Linked DNA regions of Mus musculus: region 1 is linked to region 2. The links are chromatin contacts, called in public ChIA-PET maps. All regions are on one chromosome and are shown on one strand. Each heading gives the region's core, a stretch centred on a gene start, on an enhancer-like site or on the middle of the called end of the contact. The rest is flanking DNA. Distances are from core to core; before and after follow the strand shown. Region 1 has its middle 52 kb from the start of Gm9946. Region 2 has its middle 130 kb from the start of Cxcl12.

Region 1 (5,322 bases), core at 1,389-3,888, 310 kb after region 2:
TGCCTGGCACATAGTAGGAGTACTGAAGGATGTGAGCTGACTTGGACCTGAGCAGGCCAACCTGGTGGTCTGCACGCCCACTCTCTGCTCTCGGCTGGTAATTGTTCAGCTGCAGCAATCCGGGCAGCTTCCCCACACAGACTCAGACCCAGCCCTCTGTCCAGACATGGATCTCCCTTCACCACTGATTGGAACCAGATGGGGTCTCAGCTGTAATACAATTGAGCACTGACTTCAGCAAAGTAAGTGAATTACCAAAATGTAGTCATTATAATCCATCTTCATCTTAGCGACACACTTGGCAAGCTATAATGAACCAGGACTTAAAAAGTGAATGGGAATTTGCTGAGCTCTCGGCTCTGCCCACAGGACCCAAAGCTGGCAGAGTTGTCATGTCTCTTGAGCTATTAAATGAGATGATGAGCACTTCTACCCACACACTCGGCCTTCATATACCTACTAGCCCAAGAGAGGGCTCTGTGATCACTCACCCTAAAACACCAGACTTGGGCAGACCTAGAAGGTCATGGAAACAAATTCCATCTGCTTGAAACCCATACCAGTCAATCACAGCTACTACTCTTCCAAGCTGTACCAATGCCTGCTTTCCCTACTCCCATCCCAGATGTCCCACACACAGAGCAGATCAGTCAGCCTAAAAGCAGCACAGCCCAAGCACGCCACAAAAGGCACTGAGCCCACACTGGACTCCCACCCAGGGCTTCTGACCACCAAGCTCTGAATCCCAGGGGAGAGCACCGAGTGAAACGCAAGGGTGCCGGGTCCAAGTCTACTCACTCATCAGTCTTATCAGCATTAAAAGAGACAGGGCCAGACACTATTGCTTCCCAGCGTAATGTAACAGGAAGTGCCTAGCAGAGATATAACATGCTCTTGCCAGAAAAAGAACCTGAATTTAATCAAGCCTTAGATATGACTACCAGTTTTCAGGAAGTATGGAAGATAAAAACACTTCAAGAAGAGATCAGTCAGCTAAATGTCCCTACAGGACAAGGCTGCATAACCCAGTTTCCCCGAGTAAACGCATAATAAAGACCCTGTCTACATCCTGTCTTTCACCCACAAAAGAACGCTTTCAATGGGATATGTCTGTTCGGTGTTAATGGTTGCTGTATCGGGTGTGAAAATAATACGATGGGGCAATTTAAATCCTCTTCTGTATGCAACCCATAATGATGGATTATGGGGAAAATATGGTGTCTAGAATTTCAAAATACTTCAGAGGAAAATAAGGACTAGATGAAGTCAGAACGGCCAAAGTGCTGATAATCGCTGAAGCTGGGAGACAGACAAGAGGTTGCACTTGCTCTTTGGTCTGCTCTGTATATTTAACAGTTCCCACCGAGCTGGCTAAAAGAACAAACAGCGTCTGGGAGTCAAACCTTTAACAATAAAAGCAACAGCCCCACTTGACTTAGATGCAGTCAAACATGTCCCCTGAAAGCTTTTCTATTACAAGAGACAGAGTGCATGATTTAGGAGTTCTCACAAGCTTCCCAGGCACATCCCAGGAAATCCAAAAGGAAGATGACCCCGTGAGAAGAATACACAGTTTGAGAAGAGTTATACGTTGTAGAATGTAAGATATTTAAACGCATATAATGAGTAGGGAAGTGCTTATAAAAATACATAGCATAAAAATACTAACATTATCATTAAGTTTGTAATTTTATAAATTGATGAGAGAGAATAATAACCCCCTCCCCCAAAAGTGGGCAAGAGGCACCCAAGCAGAGAGACCCAAGAAGAACAAGGAAAACTACCCGGAAGTCAATGAGTAGAAGGGAAGAAACAAAAGAGCTGATCACTTGGAATAGAATCATCACATGTTGAAAAAGATGCCAAGGCTCCCACACCTTGACAAGGTGAGCACGTAAAAGAACACCCCTTAGTCTCCTGTGGGTGATAACTCAAGGGCACAGTTCCGCATCCCTGCTGTGTTGTGTGGTTCGTGTTCTCTACACATCTGCAGTACAGGCTGCAGAGTCACACTGTGCACGGTCCTTCTGGCGTGGGTTTGTGCGTCATCTAGAGTAAGAGTAAAGGCAGATCTTCCTCATGGAGGAGCCAGTCGCCACTGAGGACTGTGAGCTGCCCGTGCCAGCAGAAGGCTTGAATCCTGACGCTGGCCCTATGCAATCATAATTCGACTTCCTTCCTGTTCTATAAATGGAAACTTTGCACCTTCAGTCTGTAGCTTCCAGGAAACTGGAAGAGACATAGACCTTTGTTTGGGCTAATGTGTAAAAAGCAACTTGTTAGAAACCTGATTTGCCAGATAGGTAATACTAAAATCATTGTTTAAAACTTGGTTTTCATCAGTCATGCCACAGCTTCTAAGTCTCCAAATCTTAATCTACATGGTGGTCAACACCTTTGGTCCAAACACTAATTTTTAATCCCCAATGGCAAGTGCCTCACATGCCAGGTGTTCTAAGATGAATTCTTAGATTTTTCCAGAAGATCGATGTTCTCAGACCCAGGTTTGCTATAGGATTTACCTTGTGGAGAGAAAATTCAGAGCTCATGAGCTGAGCAGTCTGTGGCTCAGTTCACGCCTGTCTATATTAGCCTGGGGCACAGAGTCTACGCAGAAGGCCAGTTTGCCCAAGTTCTGGGTCCTAGAGCACAGAACTCCCAACCTCCGCAGCCAATCTGATAAAGCCAGGAGCACCTGCATGAAACCTGTTGAGAACTGATGATAACTGAAATGATTGCGTCTGCGAACCAGTCCCCATGCTGAACTTAGAGGGGACGCTTCGACTTCATCCAGATTCAAATCAAACCGAAATGCTGCAGTTTCCTAGAAACAGGAGGCACTGATGAGCACCAGAAGAGGAGATACTATTGCTGCCATCCATGCTGGGAACTGAAATCTCCACGCCCTCCTTTCTTTCTTACACTTAGAAACCAGATACTGACATAAAAGGCAGACCAAAGAAGAAAATGAAAGCGACAGCAACAGAGAAAACCTTCTGGGTGATGTCCCGGGTGGAGTTCTGAGGGTGGTTTGCGTCTGCCGGAGAGCTGGGGAGGGGGTGGAAGCTACATCAGAAGATCGGTGAGCACTGTGAGCACATGATGAAGAAGGCACTGGACCTAGAGAGCTGGGCTGCATCTGGGATCAAGGCCAAAGAGCAGGGTCCATGTCAGCTGCTCCCTGGAGCCTTCCTTCAGGTTAATTAATACCTAACACAGTACGGACGATTTCCTAAATGCCCAACTCAGACGCCTGGTTTGGGTTTTGGTTTTTTTGTTGTTTGGTTGGTTGGTTGGTTTGGTTTTGTTTTGGTTTTGTTGTTGTTGGGTTTTTTTGTTGTTGGTTTTTTTTTTTAGGTTTGGTTTGGCTTTTGTGTATGCTCATTGTTAGTTAATGTACACATCTGATCTTAATATATGTGTGGATTTATAAGTAAAAAAAACTAACAGCATTAAATTCATACTCATTAAATTTGCAGGCATACGTAACTATGGCACAAAGTTCTTTAGAATGTGAGCCCAGGTTATGTTTTTAAAACCCTCGTTCTTCCCTACAGCCATCTTGTGATAAGGCACAGTCGCCTGTGCCAGCGAATGAGGCTGTCTCTGAACACACTTCTAGAACTACTAGCTAATAGTTGTGCAAAAGATTGTGGGGTGGGGGAGGTGTTAGGGCTAGGGTGTGTGCACAGCACTTGTGAGTGAGCGAGTGGTCTGTGTGCCTGCTGATTTGGAACCTAACTCTCTACCATCTCATGGCCAAATTCAGAGATTTACTATCACGGTACAGAAAAGTGCTTCCTTGGGGCTGGAGAGATGGCTCAGAAGTTGAGAGTCTTTCCTGACTGTTCTTCCAGAGGATCCGGGTTCAATTTCCAGCACCCACATAGCAACTCACAACTATCTGTAACTCCTTTTCCAGGGAATCTGACACCCTCACACAGACATACATGCAGGCAAAACACCGATGCACGTAAAAATATAAAAATTATCCAAAAAAAGGGAAGAAAAGTACTTATTTGTTAAATATGTCCAAAAACAAAGTACAAGCAGCACAAATCAATTAGCTTCCTACAAAATGATGGCCCTGTCTCTCAATTCTTGTCACATCTGTTGTAACATTGTACTGAAAACTCTTCTATTAAAATCATCTGCAAAGAATTGAAGCGATGACCTCTTCAACGTTTGTTTTCCAGAACCCCTACTCTATTTTTTTCTTTGAAATTCCAAGTGACTAACATACCATACTGCAAATATATAGTCCTTTCCCCCCCCCAAAAAAAGCCCTAGTGGGCAAATAGAAATGTTCCCCTTCGAATCCAGGAAATGGTATCTCATGATTAAATTAGTTTGAGCAGTCCAGGCTCAGTGTGTTTTCTATTGGGGAGTTTGCAGCAGATGGCCTGGATATTCTTAAGCTGAAACAAGTTTGAGCTTGCCAACCTCAGTTAAAAATCTCTCAAATGTTTGCTTTGGACTGAACGGCTGCACAATGGGAAAAGAACCATATGCAATCCTTATCATTTAGGGAAAATATTCCATAAAAAATACTAGATTTCATTACGGCCTGTTTGGTGCGAGCGGGCTGCAGGTTTGGTTGCCACAGAAATCGCATCATTAGGATACTACAAGTCTGCTTTGAGTTACCCTAGCTGCAAAGTCAGCCAGCCCCGTGATCCCATCCCCTGCATCTGTGTGCTTACCCGCTGTGATTCATTACAATAACAGGAATTTGCTGCTGTTATGATTGAAATAAATCAGCTTTGTGGTCCGGGCAGCCCGTTGTGATAACCATGGCTCCACCTCAAATTTGCTGCCTGGTCTTAAGTCATCTGCTGTACAGTCTAGCCAAAGACACAAACAAACAGATACTATATATGTTAGGAATTTATATATAAACTACCGAGAGCCAGGAGTTTAACCAGAACTTTCTGCTACATTAACCCATTTCATCTAACGTCTCCACATGGTACTTCCAGGTTCCTTCTCTAATCTGCTGTGGACACACTAAGGGGTTGCTACCCTCTGTCCCCCAGCCGGCACCTGGCTCTGCTGGCCATAGAGCCCTGGCTCTGAACAGCTGTCATTTCACACTGGCACGCTGGCTCCAGCTTGAGATCTGGAATCCTTTCCACTCATTTCTGTTGAGGTCCTGAGAGGGGAAGGACAGGGCTAACTTGTTCACACACTCTTCAGATCACACCGGTGTCTGTACCTCGGGCCGGGTCCATCACTGGCCATAGGCTAAACTGGTCTCTATAAAGCTGGGGAGAGGCCAACCATTCCTGAAGATTCTACCCAGTCAGCCCCTTCCAATGGTAT
Region 2 (5,442 bases), core at 721-3,220:
TGGCCAACGAGTTATAAACCGAATACTTTGCCCTTCCCTCTGTAAACAGCCCATCAAAAGGTAAACCATTCAGAAGATAAAAGTAAAACTAAAAAAGTCCACCAGGGTTCTAATTCTTCCTTAGGATGGCAGTGAACCATGCTAGCCTGGCTGTGTTTGGTGGCCACACTGGGTTACCTGGTCATCTTTGTTCAGATGTGTTTCAAGTCATCTTTTCTCCCCAGTGATCAGGGTGAATTCAGGGTCTCGAGGCTTGTTAGGCAAGCAGGGAACTACATCCCAATCCTTCCTCTTTATTTTTTAGATAGAATTACACAAAGTAGGCTGGCTTTGAACTCCTTATGTAGCCCAAGCTGGCCAATCTGTGACTCTCCTGCCTCAGCCTCTCACATACCTATTCCACCAGTTCTAACTTTTATATCCAGAATCATGGATTGTGTGGTCATGTTTCTCCTTCCTCCACTGTTCCCTCTGGCAAGGACATTCTGTGTTCTTTTGTAGCCTTATATACTATCCTGAAAGTTTACAACAACAACAACAAAAGTAAAACTAGTGAACAAAAAATCCTATTGGCTGAGGGTTCTGAGTACTGAGTCTTCCTCTTTTCGGTATAGACGATAAGTTAAAGGTGTCTACATATTATTAACTATTTGTTCACTATGGTACCCTGCATAATCAGACAATAGGAAAATCACGTGGATTGCATATGATTCTGGAGTCCTGCTGTCCTGCTGGGCCCAGCTCAGCCCCACTATTCACGGATGCACCACCTTGGGAGAAGTTATCAAATCCCTCCAAACTCAAAACTCCAAATGGAGTTTTTCTTCCCTTTGAAAATATGGAAAGTACTGTTCACTTTTAAGACTGGGTGATCACAAATGATAATCCATGAGAAATGGTTACCATCTCACAAGCACTCCTCCTCCTTCTCCTCTTCCTCCTCCTTTTCCTCTTTTGAATTCTCTAGCCTTCCAGCCTGTCTGTCTCCTTCCCCACCAACCACCCCCTGGTTTTGTCTTGTCCCCTTGTGTCTCCCCATCTCCTTCTCCCCTCCCCTTCCTTTCTAATGATAGTTCTTAGAGCTCCATGTTGCATGAATCAAGACATGGTGGCCATAGAGATGGGCTGTACTGCGTATCAGCTCATAGTGTGAGCCTCTCAAGGTTTATAATGTCCTTGACCCATTCTCATTGGCCACATCCTTCTAAATTATGAGTATCAAAGCTAAAGCATCTAAATGGATTCTGTCCAAACCAGAAAAGGCAAAATTATTACCAACTTACCCGAGGTAAACACTTGGGCTTCCTATAGAGGAGCCCCAACTAGCAAGCTCCGAGGTTACAAGAACACTTGTTGATTCGGAATGAGCTGGTGGGAAACCTGTGCAACACAAGTAATCTCAAAACGGAGCTGAGGGCAAGGTTGCTAAGGTCAGGTTGTGCTAGCAAACTTGGACCTCCACCCAAGAGCAAAGTTCAACTGCAGCTCTTATGGTAAATATTTGCCCTCATTTTGCTATTACCTCCATCTTGCTTTGTTTATCTTAAGGTCACGTAGCCTTTCACTTTCCCATCTGGCTGGCATCCAGAGGTCATGGTGACCACACAGCTGGGCAGATGTTAGGAATCTAGACTGAGATGCTTTAGTGAGAATGTCAGAGTGGATTCCTTGTGGAACCCATGTGGGTGAGGTGAACAGAGCTCTCTGGGGACTCAGGCCTTTCCCACCCATCCCTGGGAGCTCATCAGTGAAGCTGTGTTTGTCTTAGAGCCCTATGGCATTGAGAACCTGAAGGTGACAAGCACTGACCACCAGCACAGCAGACACTCTTGGCCAGTAACTTTTCAGAGTCAGCGCAAATGCTGGAAAAGCATTATGCAATGTTTCTGGCTGGGATGAAGATGTAGCCTTGACCCCATCCACCATGTGTTTTAAATCCCTGTATTTATTGATGCCAGCTCTGAGTGTTGCCTTGTGCTCTGTGGGAGGGACCTTGGCCCTTAACATCATTAGTAACCGTCCTAGCAGGGCCACGGGTTCCCTTTAAGGTGATGGTAAATCTCTGCTTGGGAGTTTAGCTCTCTCTAGAGCAGGCGTCTAAGAACCACAGATATACAAGCAGAAGGGGAGGGAGGTGCCCAAGGGAAAAGCCTAGATAACTGGTCCTCCTTCTCCTCCTTCTTTTTTTTTAAAAAAAAACAACTATTATTGTTACTGATTTTACAAAATTACATACACTACACTCCTTCACATCCCATCCCCCTGTTCACACTCACCGCTGCTCACAAATCTCTCACTCATGTTCATATCTATTTGATTTTGTGACCCACCAAGATTAACCAGAACCATCTGTGTGACTGTGCGTTTTGAGCTATCTGTTGGAGTCTGGTCAGCTCAGCAGCAGGTCCACAGTGATTTCTCCCTTTCCAAGAATCTATAGTTAGCTGATAGTTTCAAGACTCAGGAGCCTCTCCCCCTCCTTGGCTGACTATTGATAGGGACAGTCTTGCATGGGCCCAGAGTAGGTAACTACACTGAGTGAGTTAAGGAATACAATAGTTGTAGCAGCCTGCTGTCAAGCCCTTCCGCACTTCCTGACCCTCTTCCACAGAGTTCCCTGAGCCTTAGAAGGGGGGTACAAGTGACTTGCTTAGGGCCCACTACAGTCCATATTTTCTGCATCTTGGGAGGCCATGAGCTCCTGCAATCACTTCTGTTCAGAGTTAGAAGAGGATGCACTAATTAAGTCTGGGACAGCTTTAATTGAGGGCCATGGGCTTGGGTATTTAGAAGGCAGTTTTCTGCTATGTCAGTTTAGTTGGCTGACCAAAAAAATGCTCCTAAACCATTCACCAGTTCTTTGTGTTGGAAAGCCACCATGCCTGTCTATCTATCTATCTATCTATCTATCTATCTATCTATCTATCTATCTATCTATCTATCTAATCAAATGCCAACCATACTACCTCTACTACGAATCATTTCCAACTGCATCTGTGTTCCCACTAAACCGCCTCTCCCTTTAGCCTTCCTTCTTGCATCTTTCCACACTCAGAGGAGGTTACTAGTAGGATTTCTAATTCCATTTTTACTCTAATTCGTGTTTTTATCTTTTATTTGTCTATGTGTGTGCATTTGCTTGAATTTATGTTTACCATGTTCGAGCTGATGCTTACAGACACAAGAGGGCCTCAGTTCCTCTCAACTAGAGTAACTTGTGAGGCACCTGATGTGGATGCTGGGAGCCAAAACCTGGGTCCTCTGAGAGAGCAGTGTGTGCTTTTAACCACTGAGATGTCAGACTCCTGGAAAGATTCATTGGAACCTAACTTCATCAGGTTTTAACCACTGAGCCACCTCTTCAGAAAGAGTAATTGCAACCTAACTTCACTGTGTTCTTAGGGTTGTCACTTTGTTGGTGGGCACTGAAGTGCTGTAGCAAGTGACGGCACTTCCGAAGGGGAGACACTGCCCTTCTTCTCCTAACTGAAAAGCAATAAGAAAAGCAGGAATTAGGCAGAAAGCCTAGGATATTGCTAAGACAAGAAAAGGTAACTGCTTGGCTTCTCCACCAACTAGAACAGTAGATGACAAGTCTCAAGGCTGAGACTTAGAAGACCAAACACTCATTCCCTGGGTTACCGTCCTGTTCCCAAAGGTGCTTACCATCGACCCTTTGCTTGTGCTCTCTGGCTGTAGTGCCTGTGTGGAGACAGTTTGCCCATTTAGAATGAAATGCCTTACCTCCTTATTTCCTCTATTTCTACATTACATTGAAAAATATAATGTTTGCAAATGTGAAAGTCATGAGTGTCTAGTCAATTAAATTCACAAGGGAAAGTAATTTTTGCATACTGGTAAGGACATGCTTCCTAATTCATTTTTATGATAAAATAAATTTAATTATTTTCTACAAACTATGGTGTTTCAGTTAAATCTTTAGCCCATATAGAACTGATGGAATATATATTGCATAAACTTATGATTGAGATATATTTAAACTCCATATGGTACACTCCAAATTTTCAGTACATAGGTTTCTTTTTTTTAATATGTCAAGTGTTGTTTTAAGTAGACTAGACAATTCACTTAACATTCACTATTGTTATTTTTCTATTTTTTATGAATAATATATGCTTAAATTTTCCTATTTCCATGCCTTATTTTAGTTTAATTTAAATCATTCAGTTTTTCTTCTATTACCTTTTTCATAATACAGTTTTTCACTATTTTTAGTGGTTTCCATAGAGACTGAAACATACAAAGCTCTGACTCACATACCAAGGATAAATTTTATGTATTTGCCAGCACTTTAACTTGTGTTTATTTCGCTCATAAACAACTATTTGATTTCATTGCTTTACAGTTTCATTTTACATTTTCACTTTTATCTAATCATAAATCTGTATTTTCTATTTCATTACCCTCTTCTATTTATATTCTTCCCCTATGAGATAGTTTCACCTCTACTGTTGATAATTATTTCTTAATGCAAGTCTGGTAATGATGAATTCTTTCAGAGTTTTGAATAGAAAGACTTGTATTTGGCTTTTAAGTTTTGAAGTATATTTCGATTTTGAATCTATTTCTGATAGCTGTAAACTTCTACACAGACATTTTTCCCTCAGCTCCTTATAGTATCACTTCCAATTTTAAGCCATCTTTTACTTCTGTGGAGGTCAGTTGTCAGTCATGTTTTGCTCCATTTCATCTTAGTCTTAAACTTTAATTTCTTTTTAGATTTTTCATAGAATGTTTATTGAACACAGTCCCTCCACACCCCTTCCCTCCCCTTTCTCTCCTCTCATGTTAGCCTCTTCTGTCTCCTCAAACAGTTTCACTTTTACTCTTCTGTAAGAACCACAGCTGAGAGCAAGCATACAAGAGTCATCTTTCTTAGAATGGCTTAATTAGCTTAGCTTAGTATGGTTGTCTCCAGTTGCATCCATTTGCCTGAAAATGATGTACCTCCATTCCTCTTCAGGGCTGGAAACCATTCCACTGTGTATATACCACATATCCCTTCTCCACTCCTCAGTTGCTAGGCAGCTGGGTTGGGTCCATAGCTTAACCATTATGAAGTACTGCAGTACCGTTGATGCCGCCATGACACACTGAATCTCACAGAAGCTCTATGTCTAGCTTTTTACACACTCACTTCTGTGAAGGTTGGGATAATTTATATTCCCACCAGCAGTATATGGGTTAAATTCTGTTCGCATCTCTGCCCGTATTTGTTACTTGGTTTGTTTTTTTTCCTCCCTATTTATTTATTTATTTATTTATCTATTCACTTTACAGCATAAGCCCAGCCCCCACCCTCTTCTCCTCCCTGTCGCACTGACACCCATCCCCTATTATCCCATCCCCTTTTGGGAGGCTCCCCCATGGGTACCACCCAGCCCATTACACCGAGTTGCAGCAGGACTAAGTGCACCCTCT

Evidence for each region. ChIA-PET counts read pairs in DNA pulled down with a chosen protein or histone mark.
Region 1: a contact with region 2 is called in an REV-ERBa ChIA-PET map of liver, with 13 times the contacts expected there. The contact joins two enhancer-like sites. A contact is called at or near these places in 5 of 484 Hi-C or Micro-C datasets (the C2C12 cell line, bone marrow-derived macrophages, embryonic fibroblasts and 2 more) and 2 of 115 datasets of contacts at active chromatin or transcription factors (the NIH/3T3 cell line and liver).

What each region holds. Positions count from the first base shown.
Region 1 is chr6:117,609,478-117,614,799 of GRCm38.p6, forward strand. No RefSeq gene overlaps it. Among named protein-coding and RNA genes, the nearest start is that of Gm9946, 52 kb to the left of the region's middle. Within about 2 kb of position 2,639, at least 27 of the 459 cell types and tissues checked have an H3K27ac peak or open chromatin away from gene starts, as enhancers often do. A contact at or near this core is called in liver, where this site is marked.
Region 2 is chr6:117,298,166-117,303,607 of GRCm38.p6, forward strand. No RefSeq gene overlaps it. Among named protein-coding and RNA genes, the nearest start is that of Cxcl12, 130 kb to the left of the region's middle. Within about 2 kb of position 1,971, at least 15 of the 459 cell types and tissues checked have an H3K27ac peak or open chromatin away from gene starts, as enhancers often do. A contact at or near this core is called in liver, where this site is marked.